3 separate regions of the Mus musculus genome follow, and regions 2 and 3 are each linked to region 1. Evidence: chromatin contacts called from public ChIA-PET and promoter capture Hi-C data. All regions are on one chromosome and are shown on one strand. Each heading gives the region's core, a stretch centred on a gene start, on an enhancer-like site or on the middle of the called end of the contact. The rest is flanking DNA. Distances are from core to core; before and after follow the strand shown. Region 1 holds the start of A930024E05Rik (RIKEN cDNA A930024E05 gene). Region 2 holds the start of Diablo (diablo, IAP-binding mitochondrial protein). Region 3 holds the start of Vps33a (VPS33A CORVET/HOPS core subunit).

What was found. Promoter capture Hi-C pulls out the DNA fragments that hold promoters and counts their contacts. ChIA-PET counts read pairs in DNA pulled down with a chosen protein or histone mark.
Region 2: an RNA polymerase II ChIA-PET map of memory CD8 T cells shows a contact between it and region 1, with 23 read pairs. The contact joins the promoter of Diablo here to the promoter of A930024E05Rik in region 1. A contact is called at or near these places in 4 of 39 promoter capture datasets (hippocampal neurons, liver and pre-B cells) and 2 of 115 datasets of contacts at active chromatin or transcription factors (memory CD8 T cells and microglia).
Region 3: a promoter capture Hi-C map of pre-B cells shows a contact between it and region 1, with 3 times the contacts expected there. The contact joins the promoter of Vps33a here to the promoter of A930024E05Rik in region 1. A contact is called at or near these places in 3 of 39 promoter capture datasets (hippocampal neurons, liver and pre-B cells) and 1 of 115 datasets of contacts at active chromatin or transcription factors (memory CD8 T cells).

What each region holds. Positions count from the first base shown.
Region 1 is chr5:122,988,076-122,990,775 of GRCm38.p6, forward strand. A930024E05Rik (RIKEN cDNA A930024E05 gene) reads left to right here and starts at 1,279. Exons shown (of 3, transcript NR_045820.1): 1 at 1,279-2,016. It overlaps Kdm2b (lysine (K)-specific demethylase 2B), which reads right to left and starts at 1,024. Exons shown (of 23, transcript NM_001003953.2): 1 at 793-1,024. The coding sequence starts at 825.
Region 2 is chr5:123,522,884-123,525,656 of GRCm38.p6, forward strand. It overlaps Diablo (diablo, IAP-binding mitochondrial protein), which reads right to left and starts at 1,281. Exons shown (of 6, transcript NM_023232.3): 1 at 1,188-1,281; 2 at 372-498. The coding sequence starts at 1,237.
Region 3 is chr5:123,571,715-123,574,486 of GRCm38.p6, forward strand. It overlaps Vps33a (VPS33A CORVET/HOPS core subunit), which reads right to left and starts at 1,301. Exons shown (of 13, transcript NM_029929.3): 1 at 1,166-1,301. The coding sequence starts at 1,267.

The DNA of each region.
Region 1 (2,700 bases), core at 29-2,528:
CCCACGCCAAGTGATGTGCTAAGCTTTGCCCACTCGACTGGGAGCCTGGTTATGTAACCCCTGAAGGGGGCTCCGGGTATGAGCTGGCGGGGCAGATGTAGGCCCCGAGAGAAGCCGCTGCAGCAACCGGCTCCGCGGTAACAGCAGCCCTGGCGGCCACGGCGGCCAACCCGGGAAGCCGGAACCCAGGGCCGGCGGCATTACTAAGGCTGGAGCTGCTCCCGAGCTACAGAAAAGCTGGAAAGCTGAAACGGAAGGGTTGAGACCCTAACGGCCCCCGCCGACCGACCGCTAGTGCAAGAAGAGGAGGGGAGGGGAGGAGGTTAAGAATGTGGGGGGAGAGAGGCAGCCAGCCCACCACAAAGCTTCTATCAGAGACCCCAAAACGCACCAGCAGCTGCCTCATCTCCCCACGAGCGCGCGCGCACACTCACTTCCTAAGGAGACTCCCCCACCACTCCCCGCATCCTTCTTCCTCCTCCCTCCGCCGCTCAGCACCGAGCCCCGCAGCCCCCCAGATCCCAGGCGAACCCCGAGCCCGCTCAGTCCCTTCCACGCCTTTCGGCGTTGCCTCCTCCCCACTTAAGTGTCTGAGACCCTGAGCCTCACAAGAGACTGGAGGAGTAAGCTGCTTGCTTCCTTTTGCATGCAATTTATTATTTTTTTCCGGTCCTCTTGCAAAATACAGAAAAGGAAAGAAAAGGCAGCAAGAAACAACCAAAAAAATAAATAGATAGATAAATCGATCATATACCAGATACAGATTTGGGGGAGAAAAAAAAAGCTACACACCAATCTTCTTCCAGAGTCTTTCTCTGCCTCCATTTTTTTAGGAGAGTTCACCAATTAATTGTCAACACTCCTGCCCCCTGCATTTTGGCGGAGGGGGAAAGGAGGGAAGACCAAAGAAAAGAAAGCAAAAAAATAAATAAATAGAGCAAGCCAGAGCCGATATCTACAAAGTTTTGCACCAACACTTAAGCAGATCCGTTTGCAAAGTCCTAGGAAACCATTTTCAGCAGTTGTGGGGGGGGAGGCGTCGACGTCATAATCCCCGGAACGTAAACATTGTTGCCGATCGCGCTCGGAGCTTGCGGCTAGGCTAGTTGGGGAAAGGGGGGGCTCGGGTTGGGGGTGTCGGGGACCGCAGCCGTAGGAGGTGTGGGGCCAGAAGGGAGCCTGGGACGCACCGGGCGCTGTTAGCGCCTTGGCATCGCTGTTTTGTTGTTGGGTCACGAGTGCGCCTCTGCACGCAGGCGCCGCCGCCGCCCGGGAGCTGACTTTTGGAGGGCTGAGTTGCAGGCGGCGGGCGCATCCCAGAGATGGCGGGGCAGGGAGGGAGGGAAAGAGAGGAGGGGGTGGGGAGGGAGGTGCAGATTTGCACGGATGGCCTCAGCGGGAGGCGCGGAAATGCTAGCCAAGCCTGCTGGCGTGAAAGCCCCCGGGGCCTGGCACCCCCCAAAACGACCCCCCACCTCTGCCCCTGCCCCCTCTTGCTTGGGTTACGCAGGGCTGTCCCTCTCTTCCTTCACCCACCTTTCCTCATTACCTATGCTGGCGACCTAAATTCAAAGTATTTTGTATGTGTGATTTCTTTTTCTGTTTTGCTTTTCTACTGCATGCCTGGGGGGAGGGGCCAGCCTGTCCAGACCCTTATCCATTTGCGAACCTGCCATATGGAGGAGGCATCTGAGGGGCTCAGAAAGAAATTACCTCAGCACTGTATCTGTACAGACTGCATAACTTTTAAACTCCCGGGGCTGAAATAATAATATGGAGACACACGCACAGGTACAGGAAATACAGCCAGTCCACAGCCTTTTCAGACTGCAGCTGACCGGAAGAAAGCCTTTGGTTCATTCATTCGGATAGCCTCGGTAGTACAGCCCTGAAATAGAAGTTGGGCTTTTAAAGAGAAAGGAAAAAAAGTCTCTACACTCGCTGAGAAGAGATAAATCGATACACAGGAGGGAATAGAGAATCGGATTCAGCGTCTCTAATGCAGGCAGGCAAAAGGTAAGCCTCTCTCGTGTGGCAGTTTAAGAGAAAAGTGGTGGTTGTTTGTGGCTTTCTGGGGTACAGCAACCTTGATTGATCCATATTGTTTCTCAGCGGAGAAGGGGGGCAGCCTTTGTGAATATTCCTGGAGTAGCAGATCCCCAATGTTCCTCCGTCTTTTAAGTAGTGCTTGTGACTGCTTCCAGAATTGACTGACCCTCAGTGGTCCTGGAATTCCTTTAAGTTGAGAGAAATGCTGGCCCTAAACTTTGTTTCCCTCCGGGCCTCTTCCTTTCTTGCAAGGGCCTAATGACAGCATCACAAGGATGTTCTGAGAGACCTCCCAGGTGACGCTAGCTTGGCGTACAAGCTAAAGCAGGTCATTTTGCACCCTGGAGAAACCCAGATTCAAGAAATTATGAGTTTAGGTGACTGCTGTTTTTATCTTGTCCCAATGTCAAGAGCACTGGTTCAGACAGATACGGGGAGGAAGTGGCCTTGCCACCTGAAATCAGCTGTGAACCACACATCGTCACCCTCCCTTACGTCAGAATTTCCTGCCTTATCGGTCTGTACTTTTTTTCCACCTGTCCCCAAATCTGCTCTTTGAATTTTTTTTTAAAAATTCCATCCATGCACGTTATCGGTAGAAATCTACGTAGAGATGAGGCGACAAACACCAAGTTTGTCACCAAACTGAAA
Region 2 (2,773 bases), core at 31-2,530, 530 kb after region 1:
TAACCTCAGGACCCTCAAAGGTTAAGCAGCACATGTGCAAAATTTAGCCCCTTCGATTTTGGTACAAGAATAACGGTCTACTTCCCAGTTCAACTGATGCTCAGTTTCAGGGGTGGTGGAGTGGGGGCAGAATCTGTTAAGAACACTGTTTCTATAACATGAGAAAATGGGAAACGTGCTCCACTCGGAAGATGCGGGTTTAGTACAGTACATGGCATCATGGAAGGGGGTACCTATGAAAGTGTGGCAGCTTGTCCAATGCTCAGGAGTTCACTAAGACTTGGAAATAGTCTCTGGGGCAAGTCAGGGTCCGGGCGTTCTTTCCCTGGCCCCTTTACCCTATATATAATAGTCACATGACAGTCCCTTACCTGAGCAATAGGAACCGCACACAGTGTCATGCCAAATCCAGTCAACACAGTTTTGTGCCATGGTTTTATCAATTCTGAGAAACAGCGTTTCTTAGAGTTAGCCAAGACAGGAAAACGCTGTCTGTACCTGGAAACATAAGTCAAAATTTAAAAAGCCCAAAATCAATCTGTAAAAGGCTCTGTGGTCTGCAGGAGTTTTGGACCAAGCAGTAAATGAGACTAAATGAGGAAGTGCCCGCAATCTTCTAAGAAAATAAACCACAGGACGGCCAGTTAAGTCTCGGCACTCGGGAGTCAGGGGCATGCGATCTGAGTTCCACGAGCGACAGGTCAATGCGCGTGGAAGCGTCCCGCCAGGCGGAGAAGTTTCAAAGTCGCCGCAGCCGATTAGCAACTTGACGCCAACGTAAAACTCTCCGGAGTGCGCAGGATTCAGCTTTAGACCCCGGGACCTGGGTTCCAGGTGTCGCCAATGGTCGCCTCCAGCAAATCCCGGGAGCGAGCCGCTGTCGCCGGTGGCCGAGTTTACGGGGACCCGTGCTCTCTCTAACAATGCGCTGCCAGCCAACGCCGTGGCCCGGCTGTCCCTCAGTGTCCCTGGGGACCCCCCAAAGCCAGCCCCCGGGATGCGTGGGAGGAGAACCACTTTCAGGCGCCCGTCCCTGATGGAGGACGAGGGACGAAGGCGGGGGCCCGCCTCTAACTTCAGAAGAAGGCGGGACGCGGCAGCACCACGGCCCGGGGCCGACGCACTGGCCGGCACGGCGCTCCCGGTTCCTCTCCGCCGCCGCCCGCCCTCTGCTACCGCGGCCGTACCTGAACAGAGAGCAGACGCTCCGAGTCACCCAACTTCTCAGAGCCGCCATCCCGCGGCGGACCGACGCCGGACGCACGCGCCGGAAGTGACGCAGCATAGCAAGCAGAAGCGCAAGCGAGGCGGGGCCCAAGGAGCCCGGAGCTTCATGGTCACGCCCCCAGAGGAGGACGCGGTTGCGATTGGACAAACGGAGTGGGCGGGGCCGGGACACCAGGAAACCGCTCTAACGGTCGCACCTGGCTTCCAACCGCTCCGACTTCGTCGCCGGTCCCCGCAGGCTCCAGTGCACGGGTGCTGAAGCCGGGTCGCGCGCCGTGACGCGGGCAGCGGGCTGGGGGGCGAGGCGAGGCGGGGCCGCTCCTGGAAAGGGAGACTGTGTGGCCAGGGAGGGGAAGCTCGGAGCCACGGCGAGGCGCGGTGGGGCGGGGCGGAGCAGGGCGGGGCCGGGGCGCTGTCACTTCAGCACCAAGAAGTAGGTGGTCCAGCCGGCCAGCAGGAGCGCCCCGATGAGCACAGTGTAGCTGAGGAGCACGAAGGCGAGCAGCTCCCGCAGCAACTGCAGCACGTGGATGGTGGACGAGGTCTGCATCGCCCTGCAGAGACCGGGAGCCTGAGCACGCACAGGCTGCACGCAATGAACAGTACTCTTCCAAGGCCAAGGAAGCCCAAAGTGCTATTCTCCCCTACACTGAAAGTCTAAAGCAGTAGTTGCCCCCCACTCTCACTGGCACTTGAACTCAGACAAGGGAAGGAGCCTGGTCTTTTCCAGTCCTGACTCTGTATTAGGCTCCAACCGCCCTCTCTTCCCACCATCTCTTGCATTTTTAATGGAGCTGGTGCCGCTAATGGGCTAGTGGAAGACAGTTTTATTTTCCCTTCACTCAAGCCGCAGCCCTGTCTATGGCCCTGTCTCATAGTGGAGGGGAAGCAGCAGGACATTGCTCATTCCCTCCGTCATTCCCCTGGCCTTGTCGATGATAGATTTTAAGGATTTTTTCTTGTGTGTGCCCCCAGTATGCTTGCCTAATAGCCAGTCAGGATTAAAATTGAAGGGTGTCAAGTGATGGGTACTAACTCGATTTCACTCATATCTTTCTTGATATGCTTTATGCATCTGCCCTTAGCTAATTTCACCTCAGATGCTAAGAGTCACAAGCTAGCTCAAATTCATTGCTGCCTTGCCTAGCAGTTACCATCAATGGCAGCCTCTAGTTTCCCACTCTTCCCAATTTACTTACTTGGCAAAGTTTCCACGACTCTTCCACCTCCACAGCTTCCACAGCCGCTCTCAGGTATGGTGAAAGTAGACTTGTACGCACTCCAGAGATCTGGGCAGAGCTGAGAGGTCTTCAGGCAGCTGGAGCACTCAACAACTAGGTGTGGTCTAGCGACCAATTACAATCTCTGTGTGGTTTCTGAGCTCCCAGGGAGCTGCGCACAGGCAATGCCAGACCAGGCGGGGCATTAACAGCCCTGCCCGCCCTCTGCCTGCATTACCTCCACAGCCTACAGGATGAGGCATCAGCAGTTTCCAGGACTTCTGACTCAAATGGGCTGAACAAGTGGTACACTAGGGGGTATTTCA
Region 3 (2,772 bases), core at 51-2,550, 580 kb after region 1:
CCTCAGAGGCCAGATCCATCAAATTTCCAAGGATCTGGGGTTACAAGTGGTTGTCTGTAGGTGCCAGCAACTGATCTGGGCTCCTCTGGAAGAGCTACACTCCCTCTTCACCTCTAAGCCACCTTTCCAGAATATTCTTCTAAAAGTTAGAGTTAGGATTTTTAAAGGCTCTGGTCACATTATAGCCTAAGGGTCGAAAAGAACCTTCCACAAAGGGGGAAATTTCATGATACTGGCATCAAAGATCCCTGCTTCCTCCAGGAGAAACACTTTGTAAACCTGGTCCACACAATCTATTATATCTGATTTCGACATCATTTTCAGTTTAATACTGCCCCCTGTGATTTAATAATCTGCCTTTTTGACTCAATGACTTAGTTGGAGCTATGTTTACAAAACTGATTCTTTTTGGGTGGGTGGGGGTAGGGAGTGTTCTTGGTTTTTTCAAGACAGGGTTTCTCTGTGTAGCCCTGGCTGTCCTGGAACTCACTCTGTAGACCAGGCTGGCCTCGAACTCAGAGATCCGTCTGCCTCTGCTTCCCAAGTGCTGGGGCTAAAGGCGTGCGCCACCACTGCCGGGCCCAAAACTGATTCTTTGAGCATCTGTTTTGTTTTTTTCTTCAGATTAGAACTTCCCATTCCCTGTAGAGGGATGGGGTATGATTAATAAATCTCAGAATAGAGGGAAAAAATGCTTAAAAGAAAACCTCACAGCATGGCTCATGCCTGTAGTGCCAGAGGCGAGAGAAAGGAGGAGTGCCGGCAGGAACAGTCTATATAGCCAGGAATAGGCTCAAAAATAAAATGGAGAGCCGATCCCAGCACTCAGAGGCAGTGACAGGTGGATCTCAGTGAGTTCGAGGGCTACACAGCGTTACCCTGTCTCAAACACTGAGAGGAAAACAGGAAGAAAGGAAATTCTATGAAGTCCCCGATCTAGACAAAAAACGATCCATGTTGAAGTTACGAAGTGACAGCTTGTCTTTCACAAGCTGTGTGCCGAGGGCTGTGGGCGTGCGTGCTTCCAGGCTGGAAAGGACAACTGTCTCGCAGGTCGGGGAGCTCCCGGCCAGGGGCTGTCACTGAGCGGGCGACCTGATCGCCCCCACGGCCTCGCACAGTCCCGCCCGGCCAAGCTTGGTGGCGCCGGGGCCCTGTCCCTCACCTTGCTCCCAGCGCACTTGTCCAGGAACTCGCGCAGCTCCCGACGCACCGCCTCGCGCAGCACGTTCAGGTTCACTCGCCCGTACGACAGGTGCGCCGCCATCTTGCCCGGGCACCCGCATTTCCCCAGACGCCGCCTGCGTCACGTGACGGGACGTTCACGTGATCCGAGTCGCTGAGGCACATTGAACGCGAAAGGCGGAGTCCTGCTGACAGTGATGCTCCTTCAAGGTCCTAGTGCGCATGCGAGGAGGAGTCCCCTCCCCGCCCCTTTCTAAAGTATTTCCCTACCATGCCTAAGAATGGTGAGCAGTGAAAATTGACTTTGTTTGTTTGTTTTCGAGACAGGGTTTCTCTGTGTAGCCCTGGCTGTCCTGGAACTCACTCTGTAGAACAGGCTGGCCTCGAACTCAGAAATCCGCCTGCCTCTGCCTCCTAAGTGCTGGGATTAAAGACGTGAGCCACCATCCCCAGGTCTTAAGGATGGAATTTAGATGTTATTTGTCGCGTTTAAAAGCACCATCCTTGTGTCTTCACAGCTAGAATACTGGTGTAAAATGGCGATCGAGGCCAAACTACAAAATGCACCTTACTACACCCAGTAAGTGGTTCAATCGCAGAGCAAGCTTATCTCTCCAAGTTCAAGGCCAGCCTGGTAAACATAGCGAGCTCCAGGACAACCAGGGCTACACAGTGAGACCTGTCTCCACATAAACAAACAATAAATGGACTGGAGAGATGGTTCACCAGTTAAGAGCACCTGCTGCTCTCCCATAGACCAGGTTCCCAGGATCCACAGTATAGCTCGTGACCATCTGTAACTCCGGTTCCAGGGTGTTGTGTTTTATAAAACAAGAAAAGGAAGCCAGGGATATGCTTGATAGAGTGAGGTATGGTGAGGTGGAAGGTGGTGCCTCTGCGAGCTTATGCTGAGACATCCCTTCCCCATGAGGTAACAGCCATATGACGGATATAGTATGGAATAGAGTTTATTTAGGGCATGGGGAGATGGGGAGGGGAGTTGAGGAAGGAGGTGGGGAGGGGAGAGGAGGGAAAGGGGAAGGGAAAGAGAGAGGGGGAGAGGGAGAAAATAGAGGCGTAGAGGCCGGCCAGGAACACGTGGAGACAGACAGGAAAGGGGAAAGGAGAGAGAAGGGAGAGGGAAGAGAGAAGGTAAGAGAGTGGGGGGGGGGGGGCCGCAAGCAGCCTCTTTTATATTGAGTCAGGCACACATGGCTGTTGCCAGGTAACTGCGCAGCAGAGCCTGGAAGAAATGCTAACACGGGATCTAGTGCCCCTTTCTCACCTAGGAGAGCAAGGCACACAGCACTGATAGATACTTTCAGGCAAACACAGTTTAAAAAATAAGAGAGAGAGATGGCTTAGTGGGAACACGCTGTTCTTCCAGAGAACCAGAGTTGGGGTTCCAGCTCAAAACTGCCTGTAACTCCAGCATTCCAGTTCCACATCCTCTATGCCCACTTCTGATCTCCATGGACTCACGGCAAGTTAATGATACTGAAGTTGAGAATAATAATCTGTTGCAAGGTATTATTCTTATTTATATTTTATGTAAATGAATATACTATCACTCTTCAGACACACCAG